Regions from separate parts of the Ovis aries genome. Here region 2 is linked to region 1. Evidence: chromatin contacts called from public Hi-C data. All regions are on one chromosome and are shown on one strand. The core of a region is the stretch at or near the end of the contact, and the rest is flanking DNA. Distances in the headings are between cores, read along the strand shown.

The links. A called contact is a pair of places that touch in the nucleus more often than the background predicts.
Region 2: a Hi-C map of hypothalamus shows a contact between it and region 1, with 1.8 times the contacts expected there. The contact joins the promoter of KCNN3 here to the enhancer-like site in region 1. A contact is called at or near these places in 2 of 16 Hi-C or Micro-C datasets (hypothalamus and muscle).

The regions. Positions count from the first base shown.
Region 1 is chr1:104,974,330-104,980,592 of ARS-UI_Ramb_v3.0, reverse strand. The region is part of intron 3 of KCNN3 (potassium calcium-activated channel subfamily N member 3); the gene reads left to right. Among named protein-coding and RNA genes, the nearest start is that of ADAR, 100 kb to the right of the region's middle. Within about 2 kb of position 2,547, at least 30 of the 54 cell types and tissues checked have an H3K27ac peak or open chromatin away from gene starts, as enhancers often do. A contact at or near this core is called in hypothalamus, where this site is marked.
Region 2 is chr1:105,084,917-105,091,179 of ARS-UI_Ramb_v3.0, reverse strand. KCNN3 (potassium calcium-activated channel subfamily N member 3) reads left to right here and starts at 3,128. Exons shown (of 9, transcript XM_027975753.3): 1 at 3,128-4,351. The coding sequence starts at 3,455. It overlaps PMVK (phosphomevalonate kinase), which reads left to right. Exons shown (of 5, transcript XM_060414815.1): 5 at 1-1,539.

The DNA of each region.
Region 1 (6,263 bases), core at 1,298-3,797:
TGAACTTTTTATGCAAAAATAAATAAGGAGATAGAGAATCTGAGTTTTTAATGTTTTAATTGACTGATAAATTTTGAACTTTGTAGCTGATAAATAATACATTTTTAAAGCACCCATTGAACATTTACAAAAATTGATCAACTTCTTGGCCACACATTTCAAAACATCAGAAAAAAAATTTCAGGCATATTGTCTAACTTCAAGGCCACAAAACTTCCACTAAAAGGAAACTTTGGGGCAGTGGGATTTTGAAAGCGATCTCCTCAATTACAACTTGTTCAAAAGAGAATTATTCAAAACTACCATTGAAGACTATTTTAAAAATTACAACTCTATAAACCCAAACTCAGGATGTACCCAAAGTTGTGCTCAGATGAAAAATATCCTTAAAGTTTTACACTGAGAAAAAGAAGCATGGAAATAAATTGAATTCATTAGGAGAACAAAAAGGCTCAGGAGAACAAATTAGTTTTATAACAAAGACAGGAATTAATGAATTTAAAAACAGAATTAGTAAATCTCAAAGGTATCAATGTTTAGCAAGTCTAATCAAGAAAAAGAAAACACAAAACTAGAAATTTTAAAGTAGAATACCTACTGATTCTGAGGATAATTTAATAAATAAAAGAGAATAGCTTAACTTTTTTTTTGAAAGCAAAGACCTTTGAGGAAGACTTTCTCCACCAGATATCATTAATAAAATGTATTATAAAACTAAGGTAATTAAGTCTCTTTGGCATTGCTGAAAAATCAGTAATGACTGATCAATGAAACCTAAGGGAAACCTTCAAAATAAATCCCACTTTGTGAGAACTCAATATTTGAGCGGAAAAACCAATTAGGAAGCAATAGATTATTCCATACATGTTAATAGAAAGATGGGATACTTGGATGAAAAATCAAATTAGAATCCCACCTCTCACCAAAATAAATTCCAGGTGGATCAAAAAGTCAGATATAAAAAGAAACCATGAACAAACTCCAGAAAACAAAGTGAATATTTAATCAATCCTGAGATGGGAGAGAATTGTTAAGCATAAAATTTTAGAAGAAAAGAAATGTGAAGGAAAACACTGGAGTATCTGATTACATTATACATACAATTTTGGATTTCTGTTCTTCAAAAAAAATAATAAACTTATTTAAAAGGCAAATGTTACACTAGGAAAAATATTGGCAGCAAACATGACAAGAGGTAAATATCTCTGTTGTACAAAGCAATCCTAGTTACCAATCAGAAAAACTCATCTTCTCAGTTAAAAAAAAAAAGCTAAAAATAAAAACACAGCCACAAAGAAAGAAATACAAATAGCCAATAAAATGAAAAAACACAGCCTCTCAAATCAAAGAACTGCAAATTGAAACTACAAGGAGAATTGCTTTTTCTCCTCTGGAACTGACAAAATTTTAAATAAATATAATTCAATGCTGAAGAAAGTTGTTATTGGTGGTGGTGGAGTGGGTGGGTTGTTTCTCTCATACTGATGGCAAGAAGGAAAATTAGCACTGCCTTTCTGCAAAACAATTTAGCAGTATGTCAAGGGAGCCTTTACAAGTTCATAACTTTAACCCAGGAATTCTCCTTCTAGGAAGCTATTCTAATGAAATAATCAATTTATGTCAAGGTCCTTCATATGCATTCTACAATAGTGGAGAATCAGAAACCAAGTAAGTGTCCAGGATTTAAGCAGTTAAATAAATCATAGCACATCCATATGGGTAATCAAGCAACAATTTTTGTTTTTAAACCCATCCTTTGAAGACTATAATAAAGTAGGAAAAAGTCATGATGTAATATTTTTTGAAAGGATCACACAAAAGTATTATATAGGATGTTACCAATTAAAAATAGATATCTAACATGCATAGAAAATGCTTGGGAAATACATATATTGTTTTCTGTGGGATGTTACATGTGATTTTTTTGGTTACATTTTACTTGCAGTGAGAATGCATGACAATGTGAGTGTGTGTTTTTTAATGTAAAGAGGGATCATTTTGTTTTTTTCTCCCTCCACAAAGCCCCTCGTCTCATCTTCCACAGAAACTCCTATTTTCTATCAACAGGGCTTGAAAGTAAAGTTGAACGGCTCACTCAGTTTTTACATGTAATTTTCTCAGAGAAGCACAATATAAGTTCCTTCCTAAAGGGTTCCCCTTCAGATCTAGCAGGCACTGTCCTCAGTGGACAAGATAACCAGACGACGTGAGCCTAGGCTGGGGTCCTCCTTCCCCCAGGCAGGGGTGACACTTAGAGAGCCCCTCTGTGGCCGCGGGATGATTACGGGAGGACCTAGAACCAGTGTCCAAGCAGGTGGAGTTCTGCAGGTTAGGTGTGATCCGAGGCCTGGCTGGCATTAGCTCTTCAGCAGCGGCACTGGGTGGGTCAGGCTCTAGGGGCCCAGCGATGACGCGGGAGCGCCCTATCCAGTCAAGAGAAACTGCCAGCCCGCGGGTGCTTCCGGCAAGGTCAAGGCGTTTGGAGCAGGCTGGCGCAGGGGGCGCGGGGCGGGCGGGGCAGGGGCGGTGGGCGGGGTCTCAGGGGAGGGGCGGGCTTCGGGGAGGAGCCAGTCGGCGGCTCTGGGCACTGTCAGAGTTCAGGTTCAACCCTGCTGTGGCGCGCGTGCCCAGAGACACAAGAATAAACTTGAGGACTGGTCCTCTGTCCCAGCGCTGCCTCTCTCGCCTGCTTCTTGCAGAGTCCCGTTCTTATTTCACGTGCGTGTTTTGCACTGATCCTTACTCGCTCACAGACCACTTGCTCTTTCTCTGTTGTTTCTGATTCAAAATTTCTTTCCTCTTTTTCTTGGCAGTATTTTTGTGCCCTTTGATACTCTGGCATGGCAATTGTTAATTTGTGACTGGTTTATTTGTATTTTTTATTTACATTAAATAACATTCACAAATTATAAGTAACGAATGACACCTCTTAGAAAGGGGAATCAAGAAACGAGGAAAATGCCCCCCAAAAGTAGCATTCTGAAGCACTGTTTGGGACACTGTGGGTGCAAAGTGAACTCTGTTATACAGAGAAACCATTCTATTTTAACAGTCAAGTCAATCTCCAGATTCCTCCTGCCTCTGTTACACTAAACACTAGGTTTCCCTAAACTCTCGCTGGGAGGTGCTGGGCTCAGTTGCTTCAGTTGTGTCCGAATCTTTGCGATCTTATGGGCTGTAGCCCACCAGACTCCTCTGTCCATGGGCTTCTCCAGGCAAGAATACTGGAGTGGGTTGCCATGCCCTCCTCCAAGGGATCTTCCCCACCCAGGCATCGAACCAGTGTCTTCTTCATCTCCTACATTGCAGGCGGATTCTTTACTGCTGAGCCACTGGGGAAGCCTGGTGCTGAGAGGTGGCCAGTGCCTTTTTGCCTCCAGGATTTTTGCCTTAGGGTAGATCCATATAAGGGCAGGGCTGTTTCTCCAGCTGGAAAGAATCATTCAACCTTTCTCAACCAGGATCTGAGAATTAAGCCCTACAGAAAAGACCTGAATGACCAGCTTTCTGATACCACCCAGAATGGTACACAGTACCATCCTTGATGTATAAGAGGGAAGTTGCCTGGTTTTTTATCATAGATGCCTAAGGGGACCCAGGCTTCTCTTCCCCAGGACCACATGAAAAAGCCTGCACCACTAGGAGGGGACAGTGCCAAAAATCTTACAGGGGTGGGAATCCTTGGAGGGAGCCAAGGTGAGGAAAAGGGAGGGCTTCCTGTAAGCTGCGTCAGCCACGTCTATTTGTGGGCTGACATTTGTCAAGACAGGAAATCTACATTCTGTCAACTTTTCCATTTTTCAACTTTGGGGTGGTTTTGTTTGCCCCTGGCGATGCCATGGTGCCCTGCATCTCAGTGCAGGCCCCCCCACCAACAAGGGCTGGGACCCTCATTCCACAGCTCTTCTCCATGTGTTTAGTGGCCTGGCACATGTCATGCGCACTCCTTGCCACCCTGCGCTTTCCTCCCCCCTCCACTGTGGGCACGGCTGCCGCTGCCCAGGCTAGTGTGAAACCCTGCACTCCTGCTCTCATTGCATAGCTGCTGGGAGATTTTTTTTTCATAAGATAGTCTCCTTCCACTTAATAGAGTCTCCTCCATCCCCTGAGACTTGACTCCAGCCTCCCAGAGGCTGAGCTGGAAGGGAATATGGGTGAGATAGGACTTCCCTGGTGGCTCAGACAGTAAAGCATCTGTCTACAATGCAGGAGACCTGGGTTTGATCCCTGGGTTGGGAAGATTCCCTGGAGAAGGAAATGGCAACCCACTCCAGTACTCTTGCCTAGAAAATCCCATGGGCGGAGGAGCCTGGTGTCCATGGGGTTGCAAAGAGTCGGACATGACTGAGCGACTTCACTTTCTTTCTTTTTTTCTTTCTTTCTATGCTACACTCCAAGTGGCACCTCATTGAGCATCCCCAGCCCCACTCTACCTCCCACCCCACTTGGATGCCTACTTCCCGGCTCTGTGCGCTGCCCAAGGGTTTCCCTGGCAACCTCCAACCCCTGGTGGCTTGGGAATAGTGGCCCTGGGAACCCACCAACCCTACCACACCTGGTTCTTTGGTTTTCCCAAGAAGTTCATGGGATCTGCCTGCCAATAAAGGTCCGAGGCAGGCACGGACATGCTGAGAAGGCCAGATGGGCTCAACACCCCCACGATAGAGGGGGCACAGAAGCTAGTGAGTAAGGCTCCTTTTGAAAATGATAAACATGTCTGAGCTGAGCCAATACATGCAGTGACACTGTGGTGACAGTGCTCAGAGGCTGGTTACAGCCTGAACTCAGGGTTAAAAGACAGTTTGGCTTCTGGTTCCACCATCAACCTTGGACATTGTACATGTACTTAATCTCTCTAGAGTCATGCTGCCTCTGCTGACCATGCTCTGGGACAGGGAACTCATCACTGTAAAAGACCATTCATTCAACAAACTCATGGTTGCCAGGGCAGGGGGAAGGATGAGGGGGAAGAGATAGTTAGGGAGCTTGGGATGGACATGTACACACTGCTCTGTTTACAATAGATAACCAACAAGGTCCTTCTGTCTTGCAGGGAACTCTGCTCAATGTTATGTAGCAGCCTGGATGAGAGGGGAGTTTGGAGGAGAATGGATACATGTCTATGTATGGCTGAGTCTCTTTACTGTCCACCTGAAACTATCACAACAGTGTCAATTGGCTATATTCCAATATAAAATAAAAGTTAAAAAATAAAGATTCAATCCAATCTGCAGACAACTCTGACTTAGAACTATCTTCCTAATCTTTGTTCAAATTAAATTCCTTGTAGTTTCTGACCTGGGTCCTAACACTGTCTTCTTCAGCCACACAAAAATTCAAGCAACAAACGCTGGTGGTTAAACCATTGCCTTCTAGGCAGATACAGGCTTGGGGTCTTGCTCCACCTCTTAAGCACCCTGACCTTGGGCAAGCTAGCCTCAGGACAACCAGGAAATGGGATAATTCACAAAAAGCCCTTAGCACAAAGCTAAGTATTTAGCACATGCCGCGTACCCAGTGAGGCAGGCTTGTCTTCCCTCTTCCACCGTGCATGTGCGTGTCTAGTTGCTTCATTCGTGTCTGACTCTGTGCGACCCCATGGACTGTAGCCCTCCAGGATCCTCAGTCCCTAACATTCTCTAGGCAAGAATACTAGAGTGGGTTGCCTATGCCCTCCTCCAGGGGATCTTCCCCACCCAGGGACTGAACCTGAGTCTCCCTTCTCTCTTGCATTGCAGGCAGGTTCTTTACCACTGAGCCACCAGGGAAGCCCCTTAAATATTTGAGAATTCAGGTTTCATCTTCTTTGATCTAAAGTTCTCTGATCCTTCAACACAGGACTCTGTCCTGATCAGACTCCACTCTCTTGCTCACCCTCCTCCTTGTTCATCAATGTCTCCACCAGTTGGAGGTCCCAGACTGAACACAGTGCCCCAAGGATTAGGCAACCTTCCATTTTCTCACCAATATTTTTTAATGCAGCTTGAGAGTGGCCCATAGCAAGGGCAAGCATCTCCCAGAACAAGCAAAATGACCTGGAATTAGGGAGTGAGATTCAGAGCACATCTCTGTTTAGGTGTAGCACTTTGGACATTCCTCTCCTACAGCCCCACAGCCTGTTTTGTTAATATTCCCTGAATTCAACTGCACAGGCCCTGCCTAATCTGTGCCTTGTGACCAGCACCCCCACCTCACTCGGCCCGCCACCTGACTGAGCCACAGCTGAGTTCAGGCCGGGGGTGTTAAGCCAAGTGGAGAACCAG
Region 2 (6,263 bases), core at 1,879-4,378, 110 kb before region 1:
GAAGTGGTGAGGGATGAATGTGGAGAGGAGGGCAGGGGGAAAATGCCAGTCCACCCGAGGTGGAGCTGGTATGGCCAAAGTGCACCTCTGCCTTACTGGGCTTGGTGAGCATGCCCTTGTTTCCTTTCTCTGTCCTTTCTGGGCTGAGAAACTCCAGTACATTCCCTTGGCCTTCTGCTTTACAGTCTTCGTCACTCAGCTGTGCCCAGCTCTTTGTGACCCATTGGACTGTAGCCCACCAGGTTCCTCTGTCCATGGGATTTTTTAGGCAAGAATACCAGAGTGGGTTGCCATTTCCTTCTCCAGGGGATCTTCCTGACCCAGGAATGGAACCAGTGTCTCCTGCACTGCAGGTGGATTCTTTACCTGCTAAGCCATCGGGGAAGCCCCTTGCAGTCTTAAGAGGTCTAATTCGTGTGAAGGATGAGCCTGTCCTTCAAGGTGTGGGTTTGGATATGCAGGAAAAGCAGCCTTGATTTGCAAGACTTGCCAATTACTATGGTGTAAATACGTCCAACAGCAAGGATTTCAAGCTATCAATGCAACATCACTGGTCATGGAGTTGGGAAGAGAAATACACTGTTGGGTTTTATAAGCCAGTACCAGCCAGCTCCAGCACAGCTTCTGGGCTGCATGTATGTTCTGAAGAGGCAGCCTGCTCCTACTGACTTGCATGATATAGGGACCCTATCACTCCCATTTTATAGACTGGGAAGCTGAGGATCAGAAGGTGGTTGTCCTGCCTGCGATCGCACAGCCACTGCCTGACAGAGAGGGGCAGCCTGGGCAGCCTGACTCCAGAGCCTGAGTTCTAACCATGATATTGTTCTCTTCCCATTCTGACAGGGTGGCTGTATTGATGTGTGTGAGCTGCATCAGTGTCATTAGCCTTCAAGTTCCAGCCCATTTCCAGATGAATCTCCAGTTGACATTAGGCTCTGAATAGTTAGTTCTCCCATCTGCCAGGTGTTTCTCACCCCCATCCATGCTAGAAGGACATACTCAAACAGTCCCCAGTGGATCCACCTGGCACAGCCAGGGGATCTGGAAGCAGGAGGGGATCCAGAAAGGTCAACTGAGACTGAGATAGAAGACAGATCATGGTGGTGGAGTGGGCACAGAAATGCCTAGACCTGGAGTTTGTCCCTAAAAATTGGTTTTTCACAGCCCAGATGCTGTGTCTAGCACTGAGAAGCAATAGTAACAGCACATTTCTGCTACTCACGACACAGTAATGGCAATTTGTTATGAAATCATTAAGCCTAAGTATATGATCTGGAGCCTTGAACAAAACAGGCGGCTCTGTTTGTGGATGGAAGGAGGGAAACCAAGAAGACAAACCAAGAAGGAAAGGAGCGGGCAGGCAGGGCATGCTGGAGGGATGGAGGTGTGGGAGAGGTACTGGTGGGCTGGCATGGTTGTGGGAAAACACATAAGACCCCAGGCTTGTGTCTGAGCCCGTGTTGTGACTTGCAGTGGCAGGGGGCGGGGCGGTGTTACCATGTCATCAATTATAATAACACTTATCAAGGTATTGTCTATAGTTTTAATTATGGAGGTTTCAAGGGTTGTGGCTTACACGTAACGCTTAACTGTCAATTATTAGGGCTGATAGGGAATTGGAGAGGTGAGAACTGGCATAGGAAGGGTACTCTGGGCTCTTTTGATGGGAGCTCTGCCCCTTCCTGACCTGGCTACTTGCTGCTCACCGTTCAGAAATGCTTTAAAACCTCACTGTGTGTGTGCATGCTTATGGACCACTGAGTGCACACCTGTGTATATATGTGCACCTGCATACGTGTATCTGTGTGTGTGTATGTGTGCATGGCTCTCCTACTCTTCCCCCTTCCCACCAGGAAAGCAGCTAGACAGAGGCCAAGGGGTGATGGTGGGACCAAGAGCCAGGTAGGAAGACATCGCCTTCCTAAAACCCCAGGTGTGCCTGGGGAATCCCAGGCCCCTCTTCACTGATCTCTAAGTCAGTTGCAGTTAGAAATGGAAATGAATTCAGCAGGGTCCCATTTCTTTGGAACTCCCTTTGCACACAGTGGGAGCTTAATAAATACTTGATGATGGTTCTGAACCTGGGAAGCCAGCAGCTGTTCCCAGCTCTGACTCTCAGAACTCCATGGAACAGATCAGGTGGGGAGCAACCACAGGGGTCTTCAGTCTTCCCGCCAGACCCTACCGTGACTCCAAGTCTGGCTGCAGCCATAGTCCCTTTCACACATCCTGCTTTGCGGAGGCCAGTTCTCCCCCCACAACTTCTATCTGGCTCTTTCCCACTCGTCATTTGAGCCACATTTATGGAGCCACCACTTTTCACTGAGCGTCATAGTAGAAAGGCATCTTGGGAGATGGTATAGGGGCTGTGGGTTCAGACTGACCTGGGTTCAGATTCTACTACCCTTAATTACAAATGGGGTAACATCTGGCAAGTTACTTCTCTGTGCTTGAGTGGTTTTTTTAAAGAACGATTTTCATCTGTAGAAGAATAATGACATCATTTTCATAGGGTTGTTGTGAGGCTTAGAAATAACAGATGCTCCTGCACACATATTGCAGGCAGTTCAGTATCTACCTGGGGTCAGGAGGATGTGCCCTTTGCTTCTGTGACCTTGAAGGTGTTACTCAATATCTCTGAGCATCAGTTTGTGAAATGGAAACACGATGCCCGCCTCCTTGGGTATTTGCAGGCTGTAGCTGGATAATAGGCGTGAAATAAGCTATCATAGACCCTGACCATTAATAACTTCCTGTTTCTTGCCACCGCATCGGGGTGCACAGTTCCCCTCCGTACGAGGACCTCTGCTCCTCTTCGCCACCACCCCGCGTGCGCATACATCCCGTATCGCCGTGGGCTGACGGGTTTCTGCCATACCTGTCAGAGGAAAAGAGGGCAGCTGCTCAGCTCCCGGGTGGGAAGCGGAAACTACAGTTCCCAGCCCGCGCTGCGCCGCCGCCGGGGCTGGGAGCGGAGCGCGGCAGGCCCCTCCTCCGGGGAGGAGCCTTTGCGGGGGGCGGAGTTAGGAGGTGGTTGGAGAGTTAAGCCAAGCCAATGAGACCGGCTGCTAATAAGTGGGCTTGGCTTACCCTATAACAGTGGCAGGAGGAGGAGAGCAAAGCTATTGAGCCAGCGAGGAGTGAAGCTGAGCCTGGCCTCACACGCTCCTAGAGGACCACCTCCTGAGACAGAGTTCTTTTTCCCCCTTCTTCTTCTTTCTCCAAGCTCCCCTCCTGCCCTCCTTCCCTGCCCAGTACCATGCATTCTTGAGTGGCAGCGTCTGGACTCCAGGCAGCCCCAGAGAACCGGAGCAAGCCAAAGAGAGAGGACTGGAGCCAAGACACTCTGGTGGGGGAGCTTGGATGCCTGGCTTTCTTTGAGGACATCTTTGGAACGAGGGTGGCTTTGGGGTGGGGGGTTGTGCTGCAGGCAATCCAGCCCGGCCCCAAGATGGACACTTCTGGGCACTTCCATGACTCTGGGGTGGGGGACCTGGATGAAGACCCCAAGTGCCCCTGTCCATCCTCCGGGGATGAGCAGCAGCAGCAGCAGCCGCCGCCACCACCGCCAGCACCACCAGCAGCCCCTCAGCAGCCCCCAGGACCCCCGTTGCAGCCTCAGCCTCCGCAGCTTCAGCAGCAGCAGCAGCAGCAGCCACCGCATCCCCTATCTCAGCTCACCCAACTCCAGAGCCAGCCCGTCCATCCCGGCCTGCTACACTCCTCTCCCACTGCTTTCAGGGGCCCCCCTTCATCCAACTCCACCGCCATCCTCCACCCTTCCTCCAGGCAAGGCAGCCAGCTCAATCTCAATGACCACTTGCTTGGCCACTCTCCAAGTTCCACAGCCACAAGTGGGCCTGGTGGAGGCGGCAGGCACCGGCAGGCCAGCCCCCTGGTGCACCGGCGGGACAGCAACCCCTTCACGGAGATCGCCATGAGTTCCTGCAAGTACAGCGGGGGGGTCATGAAGCCCCTTAGCCGCCTCAGCGCCTCCCGGAGGAACCTCATTGAGGCTGAGCCTGAGGGCCAACCCCTCCAGCTCTTCAGCCCCAGCAACCCCCCGGAGATCATCATCTCCTCCCGGGAGGACAACCATGCCCACCAGACCTTGCTCCATCACCCCAATGCCACCCAAAACCACCAGCATGCCGGTACCACCGCCAGCAGCGCCACCTTCCCCAAAGCCAACAAGCGGAAAAACCAAAACATTGGCTATAAGCTGGGACACAGGAGGGCCCTGTTTGAAAAGAGGAAGCGACTGAGTGACTATGCTCTGATTTTTGGGATGTTTGGAATTGTTGTTATGGTGATAGAGACCGAGCTCTCTTGGGGTTTGTACTCAAAGGTAGGGGCTGCAGTTTCTCTTTATACCTTTGAACAAAAGGAATATGTAGGTAGCAAAAGAGAGAGAGAGTGGGGGAGAGAGAGAGACAGATTGGGGGAGAGAGAGAGAGATGATGGTGGTGGGGAGAGGCGTTTGCTCAATTATATCGAACACTTAACTTCCCATGGTTTTCCTGCTTAATCCCGGGAGAATTCATTCCTTGCTTCCCTTGGAGGGGGGACATCCCCACACACTGTGTCTAATTTGCGGACTCTGTGTTAGGGAGGATTAAAGAATCCCTTCTGAGAAATCATCTTTCCTCCTGGCTCACTCGTACTAAAGCATAACCCAGCAGCTTAACGCACCAATTAATTACACTCTGCCTTGATGTGCTTGCCAGTTCCTGTGACTTCCCTCCTCTCCTCCCCTCCCTGCTCCACTCCATTTTCCCTAGGATAAAAAAGAAATAAATGTCTGGGTGGGGGCTGGGGATTCCATGCCAGTCCCTTCTCTGTCTTCTCCCTCTCTTCCCAAGTTTCCATTTCCCTCCTCCTCCCTGAGAGACTTAGGGCAAAACAGAGAAGCACCGGCGATTTGGCGTCTCCTGTGTGTGTGTGTGGGGGGGGGGTCATGGGGTAAAAATACAGGCGGAAGAAATCAGCGGTCCTTTCCCTCAGGAAAGAGGACTCAGAATAAACCTGCTACTGCCTCGTAAACACCCCCTGATAAAAATGGCTACAGGTGTTACCCGGGCAGAGCAGATGGGCGCCGCCTTGGCATCAGCGGCGGCGGTAGGGGGGAGTGCCTTTCCTTGGGATGGAATGACAGGGTTTCCCGGGCGTCCCCGAGAGCCCGCGCCCCCGGCTCAGTCCCAGTTCTCCCCTCCCACCCCAACTCCTTCTTCTCAGGGATAAATAAGGATGAGTGTGTGCGCGAGTGTGTGAGTGCGCGCCCCAATGGAGAACAGCGGCGGCGGCGGCACGGGCTTTAGCGGGGGAGCTGGCCCGGCTGCTCCAGCCTCTGTCCAGTCCCCAGGAGGAGGCGGGGGCTTCCCTCCCCTAGCGGGCTTGAAGTCGCGTCCTCCAAGGGAGTGGGGCTTGAGGAAGGTGGATTTCTGTCAAAGCTCTGCTTGCTGGGAGCCCTCCTGCTGCGAGCTTGAAGGCTTGGAGACCTGGGGAGTCACTGGGCAAGTGGGTTTTTTCCCCCACTCTACCCTTCACCCGCAGTTTACTTGTTGGGGTGGGTGTGCGCGCGCATGCATGCTTGCTTGCTTGTTGCTTGGATTTCTCTACTTATTTGTCATTTTGGGCAGGGGGTGGCTAGGCTGGCCAGCGGGTAGCGGGGAGGGGCTCAGCTGTTGGGGGTTTCAAATAGAGCTTGTTTCAGGCTGGGCACAGCTGCTGCGAGACTGTCACATTCCTTGTTGAAATCCAGCCACAAAAACCTGGGAGGTGCTGATCGGATTTCCCCCATTCCCAGCCTCTCGCTCTCTGAGCAGGGGATGGGCAGATCTGCCTGCTCTAGAAAGGGGTGGGGCAGACCTGTCAGACAGCATGAAGAGCCAGAATGAAGACTTCCAGGTGGAAGGTCCTGGCTGCTCAGAGGGCATTGCCCCAGCTCTGGCCAGCTCCCGGAAGCCGCCTTCATCTCTGGAGGTGTAGCATTTGAGCCCCTCAGTGAGCTGGAGCGAGCGGGGTTTCCCCTGGAATCGCAGCTCACTTAGTCATTCCCTGTAATGAGCCTCTGAGTCTGCAGGTCTTTCTGCTTGCTGCCTTCTCCTGATGGGTGCTCCAGGAGAGGGGGCCACTGGCCTCGGCAGGCCTGACAGCCACTCTGGGCACAACCCCGGCCCCCTCCAGGTTCCCCCTGGGGACCAGGAGCCCTTGCTGGGGGGAACTGATGCAGGCCCAAGTGCTGGGGGGGTGGGGAGAAG